Linked DNA regions of Mus musculus: all the other regions are linked to region 1. A link is a contact called in public HiChIP or PLAC-seq and Micro-C data. All regions are on one chromosome and are shown on one strand. Each heading gives the region's core, a stretch centred on a gene start, on an enhancer-like site or on the middle of the called end of the contact. The rest is flanking DNA. Distances are from core to core; before and after follow the strand shown.

What was found. A called contact is a pair of places that touch in the nucleus more often than the background predicts. HiChIP or PLAC-seq counts read pairs in DNA pulled down with a chosen protein or histone mark.
Region 2: a contact with region 1 is called in an H3K27ac HiChIP or PLAC-seq map of trophoblast stem cells, with 19 read pairs. The contact joins the promoter of Mob3b here to the enhancer-like site in region 1. A contact is called at or near these places in 16 of 39 promoter capture datasets (3T3-L1-derived adipocytes, the C10 cell line, HPC-7-derived erythroid cells and 11 more), 2 of 15 datasets of contacts at CTCF or cohesin (CD8 T cells and the NIH/3T3 cell line), 8 of 484 Hi-C or Micro-C datasets (B cells, Sertoli cells, cerebellar granule neurons and 5 more), 18 of 115 datasets of contacts at active chromatin or transcription factors (the SCID.adh cell line, bone marrow-derived macrophages, embryonic forebrain and 10 more) and 3 of 9 other capture datasets (adipose tissue, liver and pancreatic islet).
Region 3: a contact with region 1 is called in a Micro-C map of trophoblast stem cells, with 9 times the contacts expected there. The contact joins two enhancer-like sites. A contact is called at or near these places in 5 of 39 promoter capture datasets (embryonic stem cells, hippocampal neurons, liver and 1 more), 10 of 484 Hi-C or Micro-C datasets (the HPC-7 cell line, embryonic stem cells, liver and 4 more) and 1 of 115 datasets of contacts at active chromatin or transcription factors (embryonic stem cells).

What each region holds. Positions count from the first base shown.
Region 1 is chr4:35,033,050-35,036,574 of GRCm38.p6, reverse strand. All of the region lies in intron 2 of Mob3b (MOB kinase activator 3B), which reads left to right. Among named protein-coding and RNA genes, the nearest start is that of Gm33620, 43 kb to the right of the region's middle. Within about 2 kb of position 1,799, at least 17 of the 459 cell types and tissues checked have an H3K27ac peak or open chromatin away from gene starts, as enhancers often do. A contact at or near this core is called in trophoblast stem cells and uterus, where this site is marked.
Region 2 is chr4:35,155,498-35,159,022 of GRCm38.p6, reverse strand. It overlaps Mob3b (MOB kinase activator 3B), which reads left to right and starts at 1,539. Exons shown (of 4, transcript NM_178061.5): 1 at 1,539-1,771.
Region 3 is chr4:34,964,784-34,968,308 of GRCm38.p6, reverse strand. All of the region lies in intron 3 of Mob3b (MOB kinase activator 3B), which reads left to right. Among named protein-coding and RNA genes, the nearest start is that of Gm33620, 25 kb to the left of the region's middle. Within about 2 kb of position 1,813, at least 23 of the 459 cell types and tissues checked have an H3K27ac peak or open chromatin away from gene starts, as enhancers often do. A contact at or near this core is called in trophoblast stem cells, where this site is marked.

The DNA of each region.
Region 1 (3,525 bases), core at 550-3,049:
CAAAGTGGCATCGTGATAGATGTGTCAACCCGTGCAAGACCATATCTATCTCTCTCTTCCATGTATGATCTTGTCAGTCATTAATATTATCAGAATTCACCATTAATATCCATTCCTGTCACAGAGGTTGCCATACAAGAAAAATTTAAATGGCATAGCCATCCTGAAATAGTCGACAAGATACAGAACACATATTTAAAGTGCCTGAAAAATACAGAGACACGTTGGTTATGTTCTACAGCACATCTCATTCTAATCTCTGTCACACTACACTGACAGAATCTAAGAAGTGTCACCAAGTCAGGTGTTGGGCACAGTACATTTTGCCCTTCCAAAATGCCTATGCTGTAAAAGTCTTCCTCAGAAAGTAAGGTATGAAGTTGAACTGAACATATCAAATGTAATGTATGCATGAAATGGTGTGTGCTTGGTTTATTTGAGTGTAGAAAAGATTAAATGAATCAACGCAGGAAGAAATAGGAAAGAAAGCAGATGTAGACACTGTTTGGCCACTTACTTGCTTAGAGAGCGAAGTTGCTTAGAGAACTAGGGATGTGGTTCTGTGGTCAAGGGACTCTGAGTTCAGTTCCTAGCACACGTATCAGGAAGCTCACAACTGCTGCTAATTCCAGTTCCATGGGATCCAGCACCGTCTTCTGCCCACTGTGAGAAAACTCACACGGTGTTCTCTCACACAAACACAAAAAAATAAACATATTTAAAAGTCCCTTTAAAATTACTTATTTTTATATGTATGAGTGTTTTGCCTGCCTGTGGATCTTATGCATGCAGGGCAGTTGGAGGCCAAAAGAGGGTGTTGGCTTCTCCTGGGACTGGAGAAGCCATATTAGGTGCTGGGAATTGAACCAGAGTCCTCTGGAAGAGCAGCCAGTACTTTTAAATACTATCTCTCTGGTCTCAAATCTTTTTTTTTTTTTTTTTTTTTTTTTTTTTTTTTTTTGAAGGAAGGGAGGAGCAGGAAAGATGGCCCAGAGGGAAAAAGCACGAGATAATTTTCCATAGGGCCCAAGTTTGATTCCCAGCACCGGTATCTGGTGGCTCTCACCATGACCTGTAACTACAGCTCCAAAGATAATACGCTACCTCTGGCCTCCCTGAGCTTCCCGACCTCTCACACACAAGCCCCTTACACTTTTCCTTTGTAACTTACTTATTTATTCATAAATTTACTCTGTAAACAGAGACGGACCTCTTGCCAGGTTCCAAAGCTTTCTAAGAACCAGGCAAAACTAATGAAGACTAAATCCTCTCTCTTGGCATTTACATCCGAGTCGGGGTCTGGGGGAGACGATGATCATAATCAAACATAGAAGTAAGGGGGGATTCGTAAGCAGCCGGGGTGTTACTTATGCAGGAGAGGCAGAAAAACGTCTCTGGGATGTGCTGGGAGTGGCTTGGGCAGCCCCTGGTGTCTTTAGGAGGGGAGCAGTGAAAGCCGGGGAGAGCCCTGGGGGTGGGGCAGAGCACAGAGGAGCAGCCTCCCTCCGGTGGCAGGGAGGTGGGAAGCTGCGGAAACTCCTGGAAGCCGGAAAGTTGGAGGAAGTCAAGTCTCGAAAGGCCTGGGGGTAAAGTTTTTGGATTCTATTTTGAAGTTGAGTAGGAAGCCCCTTGGCCGGTTTTGAGCTTTTGAGCGGTAGAAATGAGGAAGTCATTTGTACATCACTTAAAAGAAGCGCGGCTTCATAAAGGGCTCATGGTTCGGTTTGAGTAATTATAGTTGGCTGCAGGGTCAGGGATAGGTTGCTGACCTTCCTATTTTCTCACCTCAGTGGTTTGCCCTCAGGATACCCTGAGCATACATACAGTAGAGAGTACTTAACTGGTGAAAAGCCCTGGTGTGCACCTTGGACTCCATTGTCACCTCTCTGCTGTCATGGCCCCCAGTACTGACTGCTTCCTACTTCCCTGGAGACTCAGCAGGAAAAACTCACACGGTACTGAGCAACATTTGAGGGAAAAGAATTACTTATTTCTGGAGGTGGGGGTAGGCGGCTATGAGGAGAACAACTTCAGTCAGATCACTCAAAATAACTGTTCCATGTAATTACATTTCAGCTATTTATGTTTAAAACTCCATCCTATAGCCCCATAATAATAACTCAAGGGATACCAGATGCCTAAAGTCTTAATAAGAGTTTCTTCCTTTCTGCCCCCTCCCACTTTCAAAGTCCACTGAAGCTATAGGAAGCAGTACGATTTGTATCTTCTAAGCTTTCCTTCTGCCCTCTAATAATCTAACGGGCTCGAGGTGGCCGCTGTCATTTGTCTTATAGACGAGAAAAATGACTCCATGAATTTCACAAAATCCTTCAAATTCATCAAAGTTAGCATTTTATAGGCAGGATATTTTTAGCCTTTATTTTCAAGACTCTGGCATCCCCACTGCACCCAGAGACTAAGCACAAGCCATTTTAAACTTATAGAGAAAAATCCAAGAGCGTGAGGATTAGACTAGATGTTGCCTGAGGCCACCGTGCTACCGCCAGACTTGCCCATATGTAAATCCAAAGGAAGCTTTTTCTCTGATGGGCCATCGATTGCCCTTGCTCACCGATCCCTCAGATAAGATCTTTGAGACCTTCAGGATCCTGAAATCGTAAGTGAAATGGTTCATTAATTTTACACATAGTTTATTGAATCCTAATTACACAGAATTCAGTACTAATGAAAGACTCCAAAAGGAGCCCCTCGCTCAGGTCTCAGGACAATAGCGGACACCCAAGAACTCACGATAGACCGAGCTTGTTGCAAACCACGTGAGGCTTTATGGGGGGGGGGGGGGAAGCCAGAGCTCTGGGAATGACTCATATCCCACGCAGGGGTAGAGGAGTCGACCTCGAGGGGAAAGAGGTCCCAGTTTTTATAGGCTCTCAGGGGGGAAAGGAGAAGGGGGAGAGTAGGGGATTTCCAGATCTAAACAATGTCTATTCTCAAGAAATGGGTATGGGAGGGATACAAGGAAAGAGTCTGGTGCAGGTGTAGCAACTCAGGATTGGCCAGGCTGTGGTTGCTGGGGAGATTTTCTGACTCTTTCTCAGCAGCCAATATCACAAACACCTGGCAATGGGCTTCAACAGTGGGCACACACCTGGGTTCAAGGAACGGTCAAAACATTGGCAGACCCGCAGGTTCAAGGAGTGGCCAGAGCATTGTGCACCTCTATTTTTCTAAATCAGTGAAGCTAGTTCTACTAACACTGACGTCTATCTTGCCAATTTCAGGGCTTCTGTGTCCTTTTACATTCTGTCAGGATCTTTCACTCCCTGTATATGACTCATACAGGATTGTTCGTTGTTTGTGTGTATGTGTGTGTGTATGTGTGTGTGTGTGTGTGTGTGTGTGTGTGTGTGTGTAGCTGTGAGGGCAGAAGAGAAAGCTTCTAGGTGTCCTTCTCCAGCACTGGCCAAGTGATTCCGAGACAGGGTCTCTTGCTGAACCTGGAGCCACACTGACAAGCAGGAAGCCCCAGCCATCCTCCTACATCCACACTGTGACATGACTGCT
Region 2 (3,525 bases), core at 290-2,789, 120 kb before region 1:
ATCCTCTGGAAAAGCAGCAAGTGCTCTTAACTATTATACCACCTCTCCAGCTCTGCTCATTTTGTCTTCAGCTGTTTTAACTTTAAGTTTGGCTATTTCCCCCATAGAACACTAATATAGGGAGTGAGCAAAAAGCAGTATTTGTGTGTGTGTGTGTGTGTGTGTGTCTTATGGTGATACATTTCATAGAGAAAACTGGAGTGGGGTATCTGAGAAGGGATGTCTTGGGGGGGATGAATGGGGTTGAAAGGGAGGCCTCTGAGGAAAGAAATGGAGGGAAAAGGGTAGTCTCTGAGCCATGATGTGACTGAACAGTTAAGAAGACTGTCCCAGGCAGGGAGCATAGCAAGTGCTAAGGCCCCGTAGCAGGAGTTTTCCAAGCATTTGTGTGAGCCAAGTAAGGCACCACATATAGAGAGACTTTTGTGATGGAAAGGCTAACAGGAGTCGAGTATGGAAATATATCTCCTAAATTTCACCTAATTTACTTTCATTCTTTCAAACGTGTAGCAGAAGTTACGGAATGTGATCGCTAATCAAGTCATTTGATACTACCCAGCCGGCACACATCAAGATGTTTATAGGAGAATAAAAGCAGGTTGACACATCCACCTCATTTTTTTTTCTTTCAGTTCATGTTTGAAGACTCCTCCCAAGAACTAAGAGTACGTCTCATAATTGGTTTACTCATAATCACCCGGCGAGGTAGTTACGACTTCCACGCATTTTTGTCATGGTTTAATGCTGCTTTCCAAGGTGTTTCAGGCAGTCCACGGCATTTTACAGCTGGCAGAACATTTTGGAGAAGCGTAAGTCATTTGGCCCTTTCTGGATGCCTTGGAAAAAGCTCTTGTGGACTTCAGTTGGGGTGTCTATGGCTGTGATAAAACAGCATGACCAGAAGCAACTGGAGGAGGCAAGGGCTTATGTGGTTTATGCACAGTCCGCCGCAAAGGGAAGTAAGAACAGGAACTCAAGGCAGTTACCTGGAATCAGGAACTGAAGCAGACGCCATGGAGGAATGCTGCTCGCTGGCTTGCTTCTCATGGGATTTTAACCTTCCACCTAGGGCCCTGCTGGCTTCCTTCTCACAGGCAACAGCTTCTGGGACAGGAGATAAAGAGTAAGCTCCTCCAGCCGGAGCAGCGATGCTTGTAGATCCACGCGAGGCGCTTTCTTATACCCACCAGCACTACCTGCCCAACGCTGGCACAACCCACAGTCATTAATCAAGAAAATGCTGGACAGACTTATTAATAGGGTATTTTATGAGGGGTTTTTTTTTTAAGTCAAAATTCCCTCCTAAATATATCAAGGTTGTGTCAAGTTGACAAAGACCAACCAGGACAGCAGCATCTTTTCTACTCTGACATCTTTCTACCTACATTGGGCAGCGGACCAAAGTTGAGAGACTTAGACTGCTCATTGTCTCAGGCTCTTGTGGAGATTAGAGGATCCTAAGGGCAACAGGACTCCTCTTGCCCCCGCGTAGCTGCCTTTCCAGAGAAGGCCACCAGGGGACTCCGCTCTGAGCCGGTGAGTTGCAGTGGCGCCCGGGCGAGCTGCGCGGCGCGCTGGGTGCATGTGGGGGCCGCACCAGAGCCGTGGTCGCTGCATCTGGAGTCACGCGTGCTGGTCAGAAACCCCTCGCGTGAATCTGCAAGCATCGCTGCTCTGGCTGGAGGAGCTCACTCTTTTTCTCCGGCTCCAGAAACTGCTGCCGGCGTGAAGGAAACCAGCAGGGCCCTAGGCAGAAGGTTAAAACCCCACGGTAAGAGATCCTTCCAAGAGTGGTGTGGAGGCGCAGTCGCAGCTTCCCGCTTCGGATTGTGTCCTGGAGGGCCGAGGTGCGGGGCACACCTAGGGAGGATCAGTCGTGCGGACCCCAGTCCTCACCCCTCCTCCGCGAGCTTCCGGGGTTGGAGTCTGGTTTAGGCAGTACGGGCTTCTTGGCTTTCCTCTGCCTCCGGGTACGCACTTCCCGGGCTGGAATGTGAGTCCAGTTCCCACCCAGGGGGTCTGTGGCTTTGATCTGAAATACACCCCCTCCCTCCCCCTAAAGGGTGCAGATCTCACCCGGGACCCATTCTGAATCTCAGATGCGGGTGGGGTGCGCGTCGGCCTGAAGCGGCGGGAAGAGAAACTTTTACAAAGTGCATCTAAACAGGGCAACGCTCCTGGATCCCAGAGCAGGCTCGGCGTGGGGCTGTGTAGGGAGGGCTACAGCGCAGTCTCGATTTGTCCTCCCTGGCTACCTATGCCTCATCAAGGGAGGTATTAAGAATAAGTAAATTTTGCTCAACTTTTGGACCAACAACTGTCAAACATCTGGGATCGTTGCTCCTCCCTTTTCTGCACCGGAGAAGGTGAAAACTAAACTTTCCCTTCATTTCTCCTCCCCACCACTGGACCCCCAGGATGGGGTTGTTAATGGTAAAGAGCGGTTCCCGCCTCCTGGAGCGTGGCAGAGGCTCTAGACCACTCAGATTTCTTCCAGCCCCCTTTCAGACCCTCTGCAAGTCTTCCCCGCAGAGACGGGGCGACAGAGCCATTCTCCTGTAACCCAGTGAATGGCCTTTTGTTTCTCTGCGGTTCCACTATTGTTGCGCCTCTTAACATCTGGTGGGGCTCCAGCGGGGAAGGAAGTCCCTTTCGCCGCTCGCGGGGCCTTTCACGCTGGCCTTTGCGCAGGCTCGAGTCCGGGATCCCCGCTGGGGAAGGACAGAGTTCGGGACCTGGCTAGGCCGCCCCACCCGGGGCTTGTGGTTAGAGGGCGGAGGGAAAGTTGTTCCTGAGCCCGCCTCCTAGGCTGCTTGTGGCCCAGGGCGCATTTCTCAGATCTTATCCCCAGCGAATCTGAAACGAGAGATTGGAGGCAAAGTTCTCGAAAGCTAGGAGATCTGCGAGAGGGTCCAAAGGACTTTCAGAGGCGAGCTAAACGCATATGGAGGGCCCACAACCCGGGCGATGGCCGGAGACAGGGCACCTCATCTCTACGGAAAGTTCAGGGGTGGCAAAATTTTAAGGGCAGGCAGGCCATTGACCACAAAAGAGTGGAGACTAAAGCTAACCTGGGAAGGCTAAAGACTTTGCCTGGAAATGGTGGTGTCGTGATTCGCTGTGAAATGTTCGTGGGCTTCTGACTTCACCTAAGGCTCCAAGTTTAAGACCCAAATTTTTCGCCGCGATGCAGAAAAAGCAAGCCATGACTACGCAGTCCAAATGGCAGATGCGGCCAGAGCACTGTTTTGGTTTTCATCTGCCCGAGAACAGGTGGCTTGGGGTAGCCCCTATTTCTCCAGAGGGGGGCGCCTGTTGGACTATAGCAGGTCGGGTTTCCTGGAATAAGTTAGGTGCTTGCTTCTAGAGCAGTTAGCCTGTGTGGGTTACTTATTAAACAATCTTGGCAAGAGTAAAGTCACCTTCCAAAGTCCGCAGCGACCGGAACTGTCACCTGAGGGTCGACTAGAGGAGGTTTGATGGTATACACCTGTTGGGACCTGTGCCTCTTGCCAGGTTTGTAAA
Region 3 (3,525 bases), core at 564-3,063, 68 kb after region 1:
TTGTGAAGTTCTGTATTTTTTTCACTATTTGAAGACGTCGCATTCTTAGATTGTAGCCCATATAAAATCAGGCATAGGGTGGATTTGGGCCACATATTGTATTCTTCTGGTCCCCGATGTAGACAGAAAACAGGTTTCCAAGGCCTGTCCACAATATGTGAATGATCTGGGTTTAAAATCTTGCTCTGCCAAGTATTAGCCATGTAACCTCAGACAAGACACTAGCCTTTACAAGCTCAGCTTCTCTATAAAAATAGCTCAGCAGCCACCCACAGAGAAGAGAGTCAGTGCCCAAAGAGTAGGCAAAATGGTGACTGGATCCAAAGGTCCCCAGGGCAGAGACTGCTCCGTGGTTAAAGCCCTTGCTGTTCAAGTGTGAAGACCACAGTTCAAATCCAGTACCCACTTAAAGTTGGGGTGGGCATGGCAGCCAGCTGTAATCCCAGCACACAGGAGGCAGAGGTGGAAACGGGACCTCCAGAGCTGGCTATTCACTCTAACCAAAACTGTAGGCTCTGGGTAAATGAATGAGGGAACTTAGGCATGCGCACATGTGCAAAACGTGGGTGCACACACACCAACACACCACACATACAGACATACGAAAAAGGCTCCCAAAATAAACCAAAAGATACAGTTCTGTGGGACCGTGGGACATTGCACAGGGAGTCCCTGACTTGCAGGGACTTTGATTAGGATTTTTGTGACCTTATGGTAGAAAGCATACTTGGAATTTTGAGGTTTGTTCTTCCTCCACGCTGGTGACAGGATATTCTCTTTTGAGGCTAGGCAGCAGAGGGAGCCTCAACTCTGTCCAGGCTCATGTGTGCTTCTGTGCATGCATGTAGCAGTGCACAAATCCCTTCCTCTGCAAAGCGCTGTGCTGCTAGCCCAGATGTTCAGTAGGTCAGGTGTGTGAAGTGGATTTTCACCATGTTTATGGATTAGGATGGGTTTGCTGGGAGCTAATCCCACTGCAAACTGAGAAGTATATGAAGGTCATGTTTTATTAAAATGGAGGTTTTCGGTTTGTTTTGGAATCCTTACTCAATCTAAACAGCACTGTTCCTGCCAAAGAGAAGGGCCTACTAAGAGACTGCAAACTCCCCAAATTACAAGCTCATCAAGGAAGAGACCCCTCCTCCACATTTCACCAGGCACACAATACAGGTCTTATTAAGTGGTGGCAGACTCATCTCGTGATGCATTCAAGGCTGTCTGGCTTCTATGAGAGTCTTTGTTTTTTGTTTTTTGTTTTTTTTTTCCTAAGGGAGGTAAACTCTTCCTTCAGGCACCCATGACCTGAAAGTTCAGAATACTTCCAAAATGACTGATCATGGCTTTTTGAAGGTCATTCAAGTTGAGCCCATTCATTTGAACTATAGCGCTTACAGCGACCCCACAGGGTGAAACCCTGCTTCCAGCCAGTGCCTTTCTGAACGCTGATGGATGGCCAAGGACAGAAACAGAAAGGAGAGTGAGTCATGATGCCCACCCCCAGCTTCCAGGAGCTGGCAGGCTCCACAAGTAAGCTTTGAGCAATGCAGAAATCTGTTTTACTGCTCATATGGCATCTTGAGCCATCTGCAGGAGCCAGTCCAGCTGGGGGCATCTTGAGCCGTCTGCAAGAGCCAGTCCAGCCATGTAAGTGAAGGCAGGCTGTGGGAAGAGGACGCTTGGCTTGTGGCAGACACCAGGCTGTTGTGTTCATTTTTCCTGGGAAGAGGAAAACAAATAAGCAATTACCCTAGAAGGAAGCCAATGACAGACCAAAGTACTATCTCACCAAAGTCCAGCTGGCCCAGACCAATGAGTGACTGAATTGACTTTCTTACCGAGCACACAAACAGTTGAATCACTGCAAAGTCCCACAACATCAGGGATGACAACTTCGTGGAAACTACCAGGGAGTCCTGCTTTTAGTTAGAAGTATTTCCTGGGTGTAGTGTAGCGCCTCCAAACATCTCCTGTAGCTAGGAGAGTCAGGAAGACCTAGAGTCTGAGGTCAAGGGCTCCTGACCTGAGTAAGTAGCTTCTTTAACGCTATCCAGACCTGTTTTCCACTACGCCCTTCTGTTTTAGTTGCCATGTGTAGTATGTTTGAATGAAAATATCTACCATGGGTCCATGGAAAGTAGCACTATTAGGAGGTATGGCATTGTTGGAAGAAGTGTGTCACTGGTTTTAGGTTTCGGTGCCCAGTGTCACTCTTTCATCCTGCTCTCTGCTGATTCGGGTGTTGAACCCTCAATGCCTTCTCCTGTGCCATGTCTGCCTTCATGCCACCAAGATGACAATGAGCTAAAGCCCTGGACGGTAAGCCAGTCCCAGTTAAATGTTTTCCTTCATAAGAGTTCCCTTGGCCCTGGTGTTTCTTCACAGCAATGAAACCCTAACTAAGAAGATGGCCTCTTGTTTTGACTGGAGGACTAAAGACCATACAACAGCGACCTTTAGGGAAACTCTAAGGAAACTGAGCAGACAGAAATGGGAATGGGAGAGAACAATAAGGGAAAGCCACAGCAGGCAGCTTCTATGTTATGCTGGGTCACAGGTAGCATTGCTTAGAGCAAAGATGGTGTCTGTCCACTGTCCCGTCCTGGTCAGGAAGTAATAGCACCTCAGCCAGATGAGTTAGCAGGGGGAGAGCAGGGTAGGTGACTCTGCAGAGAAAGTCACAATGCTAGAAAGAATACTGTGGTCAATCAGGGTGCTTCAGGGGTCTGTGGGGCTCTTGAGAACTCTGGTGATACCAGAGTACTGGTTACTCATTTTACTGCTGTGACAAAATACCAAACAAAGGTGACATAAGGAAAGACGTGTTCGTGGGCGCAGTCCATCGTATAGCAGAGTACGTCAACAGGGGTCCGAGGCAGCTGGGCACCCTGTAGTCACCTTCAGTGAGGAAGGAGTGTAATGAATGGAGCGCCTGCTGCACTGGTGTGCTTTTTATTCTGTCTAAGACCCCAACATGGGATGGTGCTCCTCACAGCTCAGGTGGGTCTTCCTACGAGAGTTAACCTAATCTGGATAATCTCTCAAAGGCATAGCCAGAAGCTAATCCACTCTAGATAAGTCTGACCTAATCTAGATCGTTTCTCACAGGCATGCTGCCCAGAGCCCCGTTTGTCTCCCACATGGTTCGACAACTTGTTTCGTTGGCATAGCAGCCATCACACCCTGGGACCCACGTTCTCCTGAAAGGAGGCATGCAGCCATGTGTTGATAACCCCACGGGTTCAGTACGAGGACTTCAGACATCCGCAGCTCTCCCTTTTCTGTCAATCAGTGTAAACCGAGGGCTGGTTGTGTTTACATAAAGCAACTTCTTTTTTTATGTTTGTAGAGCTTGGGGAAAGAAAAGCAGTTTGATTTTTGTATAGGTTATGAATAACTCTTCTCAGTGGGTGGCAGGAATATGTGTTTATCTGCCCATACTTAATGGCTGTATGGATTTGAGGGCCTGCATGTATGTGTCCATGCTCAGACCCACCTTTGCATAGAGGAAACACCCTCTGTCTAAGT